2 separate regions of the Arachis hypogaea genome follow, and region 2 is linked to region 1. Evidence: chromatin contacts called from public Hi-C data. All regions are on one chromosome and are shown on one strand. The core of a region is the stretch at or near the end of the contact, and the rest is flanking DNA. Distances in the headings are between cores, read along the strand shown. Region 1 has its middle 5.7 kb from the start of LOC112732527. Region 2 holds the start of LOC112736908 (S-adenosyl-L-methionine:benzoic acid/salicylic acid carboxyl methyltransferase 1).

Region 1 (5,342 bases), core at 1,313-3,812:
ACTGCGTTTCTGCATAGTGACTTGGATGAAGAAGTATACATGAAGGTGCCAGAAGGACTTCATGCAGAGCCAAGGCAAGTGTGCAAACTTGAGAAGTCACTGTATGGATTAAAACAAGCTAGTAGACAATGGAATTCAAAACTCAAATCTGTTCTTGTGGAGCTGGGTTTCAAGCAGTGCAAACCAGATTATAGTTTGTTCACAAAATCAACTCCAAAAGGATTTACAGCAGTCTTAGTTTATGTTGATGATTTGGTTTTGGCAGGTGATGATCTTAGTGAGATTGAGAATGTGAAAAAGATACTTGATGATAGATTTCGGATCAAAGATATTGGGGACCTCAAATATTTTCTTGGCTTAGAAGTGGCTAGGTCACAGAAAGGAATTGCTTTGTATCAACAAAAATATGTGCTGGATTTGCTTAAAGAAACAGGTTTTGAGGGATGCAAGCCTGCCCCAACACCAATGGATTATGGTGCAAAGCTTAGTAAGAGTGATGGGGAGCTGCTGTCTGATTTCACTCCATACCGAAGAATCATTAGGAAGTTGCTCTATCTTTCGAACACTAGGCCGGATATAAGTTTCGCCATAGGAAAGTTGAGTCAATTTTTGGATTGTCCTACCACAGAGCATTTGCGAGCTGCTCATCGAATATTGAGGTACGTGAAAGGATCCCCAGCTGCTGGCCTTTTCTTCTCAGCCAAATCAGACTTGAATCTCACAGGCTTCTCAGATTCGGACTGGGCAGGGTGTCCTGACTCCAGGAGGTCGATCTCAGCCTATTGCTTTTACCTTGAATCATCTCTTGTTAGTTGGAAGAGCAAGAAGCAACTCACAGTCGCTGCTTCCTCCTCCGAAGCAGAATATAGGGCGTTGGCGCTTGCAACTAGGGAGGTCCAATAGTTGAGTTATGTTCTTCAGGAACTTGGCGCACCACTTCAAATGGCAATGAACATTTACTGTGATAGCAAGTCTGCTGTGTATATAGCCACTAATCCACCAGTCTTCCATGAGCGGACAAAACATATCGAAGCGGATTGCCACATTGTCCGCGACAAACTACAAGAAGGCGTGATTACTCTGCTACCTATCTCTACACATGAGCAGGTTGCAGACATTTTGACTAAGCCACTAGCACCTTTCCATTACATCCATAGTAAGCTTGGGGTCAGCACTCCAAACATAAAAGAGGGTGTTACTTAACAAGAGAGTCTGCTGATAGTTAGTTAGAAAAAACTGATTAGAGTAGTTAGATATTTATGCTAATCAGTAGTTAACCAGCTATGTATAAATATAGGTAGATCAGTTATGTAAATGTGTGATTCATCATTTAATACAAGTTCACATTTCTACTCCTTTTTCTCTCTGATTTTTATCCCCTGCATTTTCTTTTTCGTTCTCATGTGCAACCTTCAACAATAAATCCGTGTTAAATATTAGATCGGTATAAAAAAAATACCCAAAACTTTTCTTTAACATCAATTAACAATTTTGTTTAATAAGACTAATAAATACACTCAATGGTATTCGGCGTAGAGGACATGAATCATAGTTTAAGTATAAACAACAAATAACAAAGACAACCAGTTACAAGAAATGTTATGAAATTTTTTGAGCTCTAACACGTTTCATTTTGTTTCAAAGAAAAAATTAAAATTACACACCAAATAATTAAAAAAAAAATAGAATTCAATAACGATTTTAAATTAAATTCAAAAATAAAAGAATAAGTAGCACGATAATGAAATATACAAGTCAATGCCTACATGTGGTAAGCCAACCATCGGCCACATACAATACAATGATATTATTTGGAAATATAATAAATTGAATAACATATTTAAATTCATCACCAATTGAATTTTATAGTTAGGAGTGCCATAGCATATCTTCAGCATTCAGACGCTTTTAGTATATTTTGAAGTAATACTCATGGTTGGACTTATAGTGTTTATGAGTCGGGTGAAATTAGATTTGTTTTGATTTAGATTCGATCTTAAATATATATCGAGTCTAATTTTTAGATTATAATTCGATACTAGATTCAATAAAATATAAATATTTTTGGACCACAATTATATTAGGTTTAAATTGGATCTTTTAAATTTTAACAATGATTTATAAAGAAACTTATTTATATAGAAACTTATTTATGATGCACTAAACTTGTTATCGAAAAGTTGATATCCATATTTGAATTTGAATCTGTTCATAAATTCTAATTTGATAATTCTTTGATATATTTTCTAATTTAACAAGTCTGATTAAAAATAAAATAATAAATTTATAATTAATATAACATAATATTAAAATTAATTTAAAACATATATATATTTTTTAGTTCTCTTAAGGTGTTCATGGGTCAAGTGAAGTTAAATTTGTCTTAATTCGAATTTAATTTAAAATAATGACCAAATTTATTTTTGAGATCCTTATCCAACCTTAAATTCAATAAAATCATATCAAATTAGTCATTAAATTCAGACCAGATCAAATGTTCGGGAGGGATGATGCACACCCTAGTTGAACCTATGAGCCATATAGACAAAATAAAAAACATAGCCATGTGAATAGCGCGGGTGGTACTCTTTAACAGGAATCAACCAATCACGTGAAATTAAACAAAGTCAACTCATGCGTCCTTATTGGAAAACAAATAAAAATGCACACATACAAAACTATGAAAGGACTTTTCTTAAAATGGAATTGCAAATTGTCAATAATAGAAGCTAAGCCATATACGGATATACCAAATTTGTTTTTAATGCAAATTATTTATATGGAATAATGTAACTTGATGCAATGTGTTTTTTTTTTCCCTAAGAGTGAATACCCGTCATTTGATAACCTTTTTGAAGGATCACGAGGTTTTAATTTTTTTTTTTTAACTATGTAGATTGGTTAGTTTTTTTTGTGAATGATCTCTTTCTTAAGTTAATAGAATGTGCGCGACATGTTAATTAGTTAATTATTTATTAAATGCCCGTTAGAATAACGAATTATTTTTGTCAGAAATCTTGTTATCTTTTAGGATAATTGTCAAAAATATTTTTTACATTCAAACAATTTCGGCATTTAAGTTCATCCAAGCAATTTTAGATCACGTACTTTTTCCGCTTTCTTCTTTCCTCACGCTTCTTCTCTTCTTCTTCTCTTTTCTCCGCGCTTCTTCTTTTCACGCTCATTTACGCACGGATCGTCTTTTTCTTCGCCTTCTTCTTCGTGTTCCTCCTCCTCATTCTCCTCTTTCTTTTTTGCGTTTATTCTTCTTCACGGGTTTTTTCCTTATCGTAATTCTTTTGTTGTTGTTGCTGCTATATTTTTTTTGTCTTTTCCTCCTTCTCTCCCTGGTGAAGAAGCAGTATAAGGTAAGGAGGAAGAGTTTTGAATTATGCAAAACAAAAATAAACCGAACATGTTATTATGGTGAAACAATTGTTTAGTACTGAGTGAACAAAACATAATACATTATATAAAATCAAATTCAAACATCTTTCTGCATAATGAACCGAACACGTATTCATGGTGAAATAATTATTTAGTACTGAGTGAACGAAACATAATACATTATATAAAATCAAATTCAAACATCTTTGTGTAGAATGAACTGAACACGTACTCATGGTGAAACAATTGTATAGTACTTAATGAACGAAACATAATTCATTATATAAAATCAAATTCAAAACACCTCTGCCTACAATTTAGAGATTATCAATTCAATTCAATTCAATTCAGATTCAGAACACTTGCGTCCATTCAATTCAATTCGATTCAATTTAACAATTGCATTCCATTCAATTCGATTGGAAAAAATAATTCATTAGCAAAATGTTGATATTATTGGTGATGACGATAACGAAATAGTAGAAGAAGAAGGAGGAGGAGGAGGAGATGACATATGCGTGTATTTGAAAGAAGAAGAAGCGCATGATGGAAGAAGAAGAAGAGGAGGCATGGGGGAGGAGAAGAAGATAAGCGTGTGTAATGACGTTCTTTTAATGAGAGTGGTTTTTGTTAGTGTTAGATCTACTTGAATAAAATTTAAATAAAAAAATATTTGAATGTATAGCATAGTCCGATTGTCACGGATAGTTTTCAATTTTTTTTGTATTAATTTTTATATATATTAATTAAATTTATTGTATAAGAATTAAAAAATATTAATCATTTTTAAATTCTTTTACTTATAAAAATTGAATAAATGATATACATATTAAGCAGTGTCATTAATCATAACTAACCAAAAATTTGCTTAGCAGTGTCATTAATCATAACTAAGCACGGGAATAGAAACGGAAAATGAACAGCATCAACAGCAAGAAGAGTTATTAACCAAGTGTCGTAGTGCTCCCAAATTGCCACGTGTTAACATCATTCTATGCTGATAATATGGGTTAATTTCTCCTATAATCATAATTAAATTTAAATAATAAAATTTACAAATAAAATTATGGCTAAATTTATTTTTCCTATATTTAATTTTTTAATAAAAATTATATTGTATTAAAATAATAAAAAAATATACTTAAATATATCTCTAAAAAATTTTGTGTCGAATATTTTTGTTTCAAAGACAATTTTATTACATTGAAATTCTTAAAATTTATAAAAGTATGTTAAACTAGTTTGATTTTGGGTTAATTTATGATGACAAACATTTATTTGGATTGAAAGCTCAATATTGTTTAATGTGTGCTTTATTGTGGCAAACCCATTAATTAATTTTTCACAGTCCAAGACTAGCATATACTTCAGCCATGTAAAAGAGTCAATGCTCCTCATAGCACCGTTCAGCAAAATAAATGGTTATATATTTGCTAAAAGCAAATGAGGACAGCTGGACAAAAACAAGGATATGTGTGGCTCTGTAAAAGTAAAGAAGGACAGCTGCTACACCTCACTAACCCAAGAACATCAGCAGAGCACCATTTTGGATCGTGGTTGAACAAAACACAAATGAGCAAAGAGCAGTAGCAGCAGGGGCTATGGAGAAGGATGAAAAAGGAGTGCATGCCAAGGAAGAAAACCAAGCCAAGGACCACAGAGGTAGTGGTCGAGCTCTTCGGATAGCAGAGGTAGTGGAGCAGGATGAAAAAAACACTGCATGCCAGCAGGAACAGCTCCAACGAGCAGATGGTACAAGGAAATAGAAGAGGCAAAAATAAAGGCAAGATGAAAATATATAACAAGCCTCACTCCATCATTTCAAAGCAAGAAAAAGAGAGCACACATTCAGAGCACCATCTCAAACATTGAGCTGGAATATTTTTCTTCTACAAGAGCTTAATTTCTGATCTTTGTGTTATGGCTGTCTTGTGTCATTTTCTGTTTTGAAAAGG
Region 2 (5,342 bases), core at 1,342-3,841, 110 kb before region 1:
TCCAATTTTACGGCTTCAGTCAAATTCTACAACAAATATCATTATTATAACATCTGATTATCAAAAATATTATATATACAATAAATATCAATCACCAAATCAGGTACTATATATATATTTAGATATTAATATATATCGATTTAAATATTTTTTAATTAAATAATCAATTATCAAAATAATCAAACTTGTTTATAATATTATAATAAAAAAGTTATTATAAGATACAGAATATGTATTTCTATATATTGTGGTTAATTAATAACTGATTTTTGGTATTTATATATATATGTTTGAGTAAGAGGTATATCATAACTATATATATATATAGTACAAAACAAGAAATATAAAGGAAAAAAAAATTATTATATACATACCTCCAATACCATGTCATTTAGTGTTGTGCTAATTAGCTCCCAAGCTTTTCTCATAACAGGAGTTTTGTCCCTTCCAAGTAAAGTAAGAAACATGGCACCTCCAGGTACCAGTTCTTGTGAACGTAATTTAAGAAATAGTTTAAAGTCTTTTTGGAATTTTTCACGATATGCTTTGTGCATTTCTGGAGGACTGGTACTTATTAGATGTATATTTTCCTTATTAGCCAACTCCTTTGGTGCCTATTATTCAAAACATACGTGAAAGTAAGAAAGTTTAATAATTCTGTTGGTTACTACGATAGTTTTATTAAATTTTCATCATTTAAAAATTTATAATTAAAAATTTATATTAGATAAAATTTTATAATTAAATTTTATTAATTTTTATATAGTATAAAATCTCAGTTATAAGTTTTTAAATTTTAAAAATTAATTAAAAATTTAATAAAATTATAATAGTATTTAAATTAAAATAAATTTATAGATATAATTATTTTTTAAGTTTGTTACTAATACGGTAATAAATAAATAATTTTATAAATAGAAATTATAAAATATTCTATAATAATTATAATGATATTTTTTGAGTTTTAAAATTCTCAATAATTGACTCAGAAGAACTAAATTTTTTAATAATTTCTTTCTCAATATTAATAACCAATACTTATTAATTTTTTTTTATTAAAAAAACATTCAATTGAGGAACTAACAAACATAAAATAGTACTAAATTGAATGAATAAAAAAATATCCAATTTGCCAATGAGTTATAATTCAAATGGCATAGTCTCTTCATACTCACTTAAAAGGTTGCGGGTTCGAATCTCTCTATCTTTGGTTAAAAAAAAATATATCCAATTTGACAAATATAATGCTAAAAAGTATAATTGCTTGGGCTCAGAACTTAACTTAAAAAAAATTAAAACTTCTTAAGTTGTAATTTGTAAATTTGTTTTATCAATCTATAAAAATACAATAATATTAATATTTATTGAATATTCTAATATTTTTGTATAATATAAAAAATTAAATTAAAAATAATAAAATATAAAATAATATTAAATTAAATAGATAAAAAATACCTGATTTTATTGTAACCAATTCCATCATTAAAATTAAAGTCAGTGACCTGCTTTTAGCCCAAATTCAAAAATCAAGTTACTAATGTTAAAAATTAAAAATCAATAACTTTATGTGAGAGTGAGTTAAGCCAACTAAGCTGTGCGTTTTAGTTTGCAAAAATATTAGTAATTTTTTTATAAAAACTAAAGCTTCTACCTGAGAAAGCCAATGAAGACTGTAAGAGGAATGAACCAAGTGTAAGAAATTGTTGGGAAATAGCCTGCTGTAAAATGTTCCAGGAGCAGCATAAACAAAACATGGACCAAATTTATGTGTCTTCTTCTCTTCTATAATTTTCAAGAATTGAGAAAGTGATTGAAAAAGGGTATTGAAATCGTTTCCAAACAGATCATTCAAGAAGAACTGAAAAACCGGTAGCTTAGGATTCAAGTTACAAGTAGTGATATCAACAATATTTATGATATCATATATCACTTGAAGTGTATTTGGTCCTGAAGAACATCCTAAATCAGCCACCTTCAAACAGCAAGGATGAGGAGTAACACTATATAACCTCATAATACTCTCTTCTAGAATGGGTTTTGCTGTCACCATTACCTTTTTCTGCTCAAAATTAAATTATACTCATTACTTTTATAAATATAGAACATTGTCCTATGTCGACATTCAAAAACCAATTACCAAATCAGTTATAATATATAATCACTAAATATATAATCAGCCACCATAATAACTAAATTCATAATAAACTAATAATAAAAAATTCCTTTACAGTAGTACAATAATTTTTTATAAGATATTAAATACATATTTTTATACTATTAATTGATAATAATGACTAATTCTTTTTATATACTTAATATGATTATATAATATAAACGATTGTAAGCAAGTTTAGATATTGTAAAATTGAATTAAATTAAATTAAGTACTAAAGATAATTTAAAAATTAATAAATGCTAAGGACAATATATATAAGTAAAAATTTACAGAGAGAGAATTAAAGATATTGTAGGTACCTGAAACTTAGAGTTATTTGCGTAGCTAGTTTCTCCATTGCCATTGTTCATGTGGAGGACTTGCTGGGCATCCATTCCTCTATTTAAGTGATGTCTTATTTCTGTGGATAATCTCCCTTCTATATCTATATCTATATATATACAGGTGCTTCATCACCTCTCTTGATATTTGTACACTTAAATAAATATTTTAATTTTATACATACACTTAATTCATTTATTATTATTACTGATTTAAATATGTTTTTTACACAATTTTATTTCTTTTATTTTCTAAATGAAATTATCATTATTCATCATTTATTTACTCTTTTTTTTATCTATTACTTTTATACAATTAATAAAAAATAGTAATCTAGAAACGATCATATCTATTATATATTTCTAATTTTACAACCAAAATGTGCCACATATCACTCCCTCGCAATTGAAATCAAATATTTTCCTCCAAAATTAAGGAATTCTTCTTACTGCTTACTAATTTTACAACCAAAATGTGCCACATGTCACTCCCTCATTGTAATTGAAATTAAATCTTTCCCTCCAAAATTAAGGAGAATTCTTCCCTCCTCCATACTAATTTTACAACCAAAATGTGACATATGTCACTTTCTTATTACAATTGAAATCAAATATTTTCCTCCAAAATTAAAGAGTTTTCCCCTCCTCTTTCTTCCTTTCTCTATCTCTCTCATTCCTTCAACCACTCTATCTATTTTATATATCATTATCAATATCAATGACTAATTACTAATTTGACAATCAAAATATACAACATGACATTCTTTAATTGTATTAAAATTAAAATTAAAATATTAAAATTGAAATTAAAATATACCTATATTATGTATCATATATTACTATCTAATTTAATAATCAAATGTGTCACATAACACTCTCTTATTAAAATTGAAAGAAAATATTTTTTTCCAAAATTAATAAACTCTCTTCCTAAATTCTCTCATCTATCTACCTCTCTCCATTTTTCTATTTCTCTCTACCATTTTCACTCTATATATAATATAGATTTTATATTAGTAATTTGACAAATCAAAATATATATGTCATCCCATATTTTTTTATTACAATTAAAATAATTTTTTTTTTAAAATTAACAAACTCTCACACTCACTCTCATTCTTCATCTTTATCTTTCTCTCTCTTTTCTCCCATTCTCTATTTTTTTTCTACCTTTTTGTTCTATAGAAAACAAAATTAACAAAATAATATAATTCAAATAAAAAATTAGATTTTTTCATAAAAAAAATAATAACTAAGAATTTTGTTATTTGATTTTTTATCTACAGAGACCTTGGTCTTCTTAGCCAGAGACTTTTGTCAACCTACGACTTTTTTTTTGTAAAGTAGTTTGATTTTATAAATTTTTTGTGCCATGCATAATCATTTATACTCTCAGAATAAAGTGGACCGTAATTTTAAAAAAATTATATTCCCGTAATGTTATTACAAATAAAAATACTAGTATATAATATATCCTTTCCCACATGAAATTAAGAAAGATTAAATTATGTATACACTAAAATTAATAATAAAAAAATAAGTACTAATATAAAATATATATTAAAAATAAATTAAATTATATATATATATATATATATATATATATATATTAATGACTAATTTTATTAGTTAATTTTAGTATATAAATAATATTTTTGAATTAAGAAACTTTCCTATCCTCAGCTGCATATTAATTAATGCATGCACGTTGGTTAGGCCTACTTGCTTGTCATGCTGGCTTTTAGAAAGAAGAGTTTAAGAAATAAATAATTGACCCTCAGATACAAAGATATTTTTAGTACATTACTCCCTATCATGGATGAGAGAAATGAACCCGCGGCCAATATTTATATTTCCATTCATTGTCGCAAGAAGTTTGTTTTTTTCCAATATTAAGTACAAAATTCAAATAAAAGAAAAATGTTTTAATTAATAATAAATTAAGAAAAACATTATCATTTTTATTGTCAAATATTTAAACATCAATTCAAACTATGAGATCTATAAACTAGTTTGATATACATTAAAGATTGGGTTAGTTCAATAAAGTTACCTAACCAACTTTTTATTTTTAATAGTTTATCAAATTACTACAATTTTCTATAAAAATTAATACGTACACAAAAAATCATTCATGATATATTTATATTATTATTTTATATATTTTTAATATATGTTTTTTATATATATTTTATATGAATAAGTGATTTATACCTTATTTTTGTGTATATATAATGCGATTAATTTTTTTTGGAAAGGAATATTATACATCACATTGTAGTGTCTCTTTTCAAGATTCTCTAATTAAATTATGGCACAGTTATCAATTTTATTGATGAAATTAAAATTATTTCTTTCATTAATCTAAGTGTCATAAATGTATCAACGAGTACACATAATTGACATATAATAGTCACAAAAAAAAATTGACATATAATAATGGGACAAAGTTCCTTTAACCAATGATTTGGCGAAAAATAAGGAAGAGAGTGTACCCTGAAGTTATAATAGAAATAGGGTGCGTTTGGAACTCCAAAAATTACTTTTTTTTTTTTTCAGTTTTTGACTTATAAAAAATTATATTAAAAGTATTTTGTATAATTTTTTAAATAAATATTTAATTTTTTAAAAAGTTATTTAAGAGTTTTTGAAGAAGTTAAAAAATGTGATTTCTTCTATTTTCAAAAGTTATTTTATTATTTCTATTTAATGCACAAATTTAAAATAAAGATTTTTATAATAACTTTTCAAATATAAAATAACTTATTTAAAAATTATTATTAATAAAAGTTCTTATATTTTAAACTCATTTTTCAAAAGAACTTATTTAAAAAATTTAACCAAAC

The links. Hi-C and Micro-C count contacts between places; a contact is called where the count stands out from the background.
Region 2: a contact with region 1 is called in a Hi-C map of leaf, with 2.1 times the contacts expected there. The contact joins the promoter of LOC112736908 here to the enhancer-like site in region 1. A contact is called at or near these places in 2 of 8 Hi-C or Micro-C datasets (both in leaf).

Annotation. Positions count from the first base shown.
Region 1 is chr13:7,510,146-7,515,487 of arahy.Tifrunner.gnm2.J5K5, reverse strand. No RefSeq gene overlaps it. Among protein-coding and RNA genes, the nearest start is that of LOC112732527, 5.7 kb to the right of the region's middle. Within about 2 kb of position 2,562, at least 2 of the 3 cell types and tissues checked have open chromatin away from gene starts, as enhancers often do.
Region 2 is chr13:7,621,162-7,626,503 of arahy.Tifrunner.gnm2.J5K5, reverse strand. It overlaps LOC112736908 (S-adenosyl-L-methionine:benzoic acid/salicylic acid carboxyl methyltransferase 1), which reads right to left and starts at 2,591. Exons shown (of 4, transcript XM_025786582.2): 1 at 2,476-2,591; 2 at 1,652-2,059; 3 at 375-614; 4 at 1-26. The coding sequence starts at 2,550.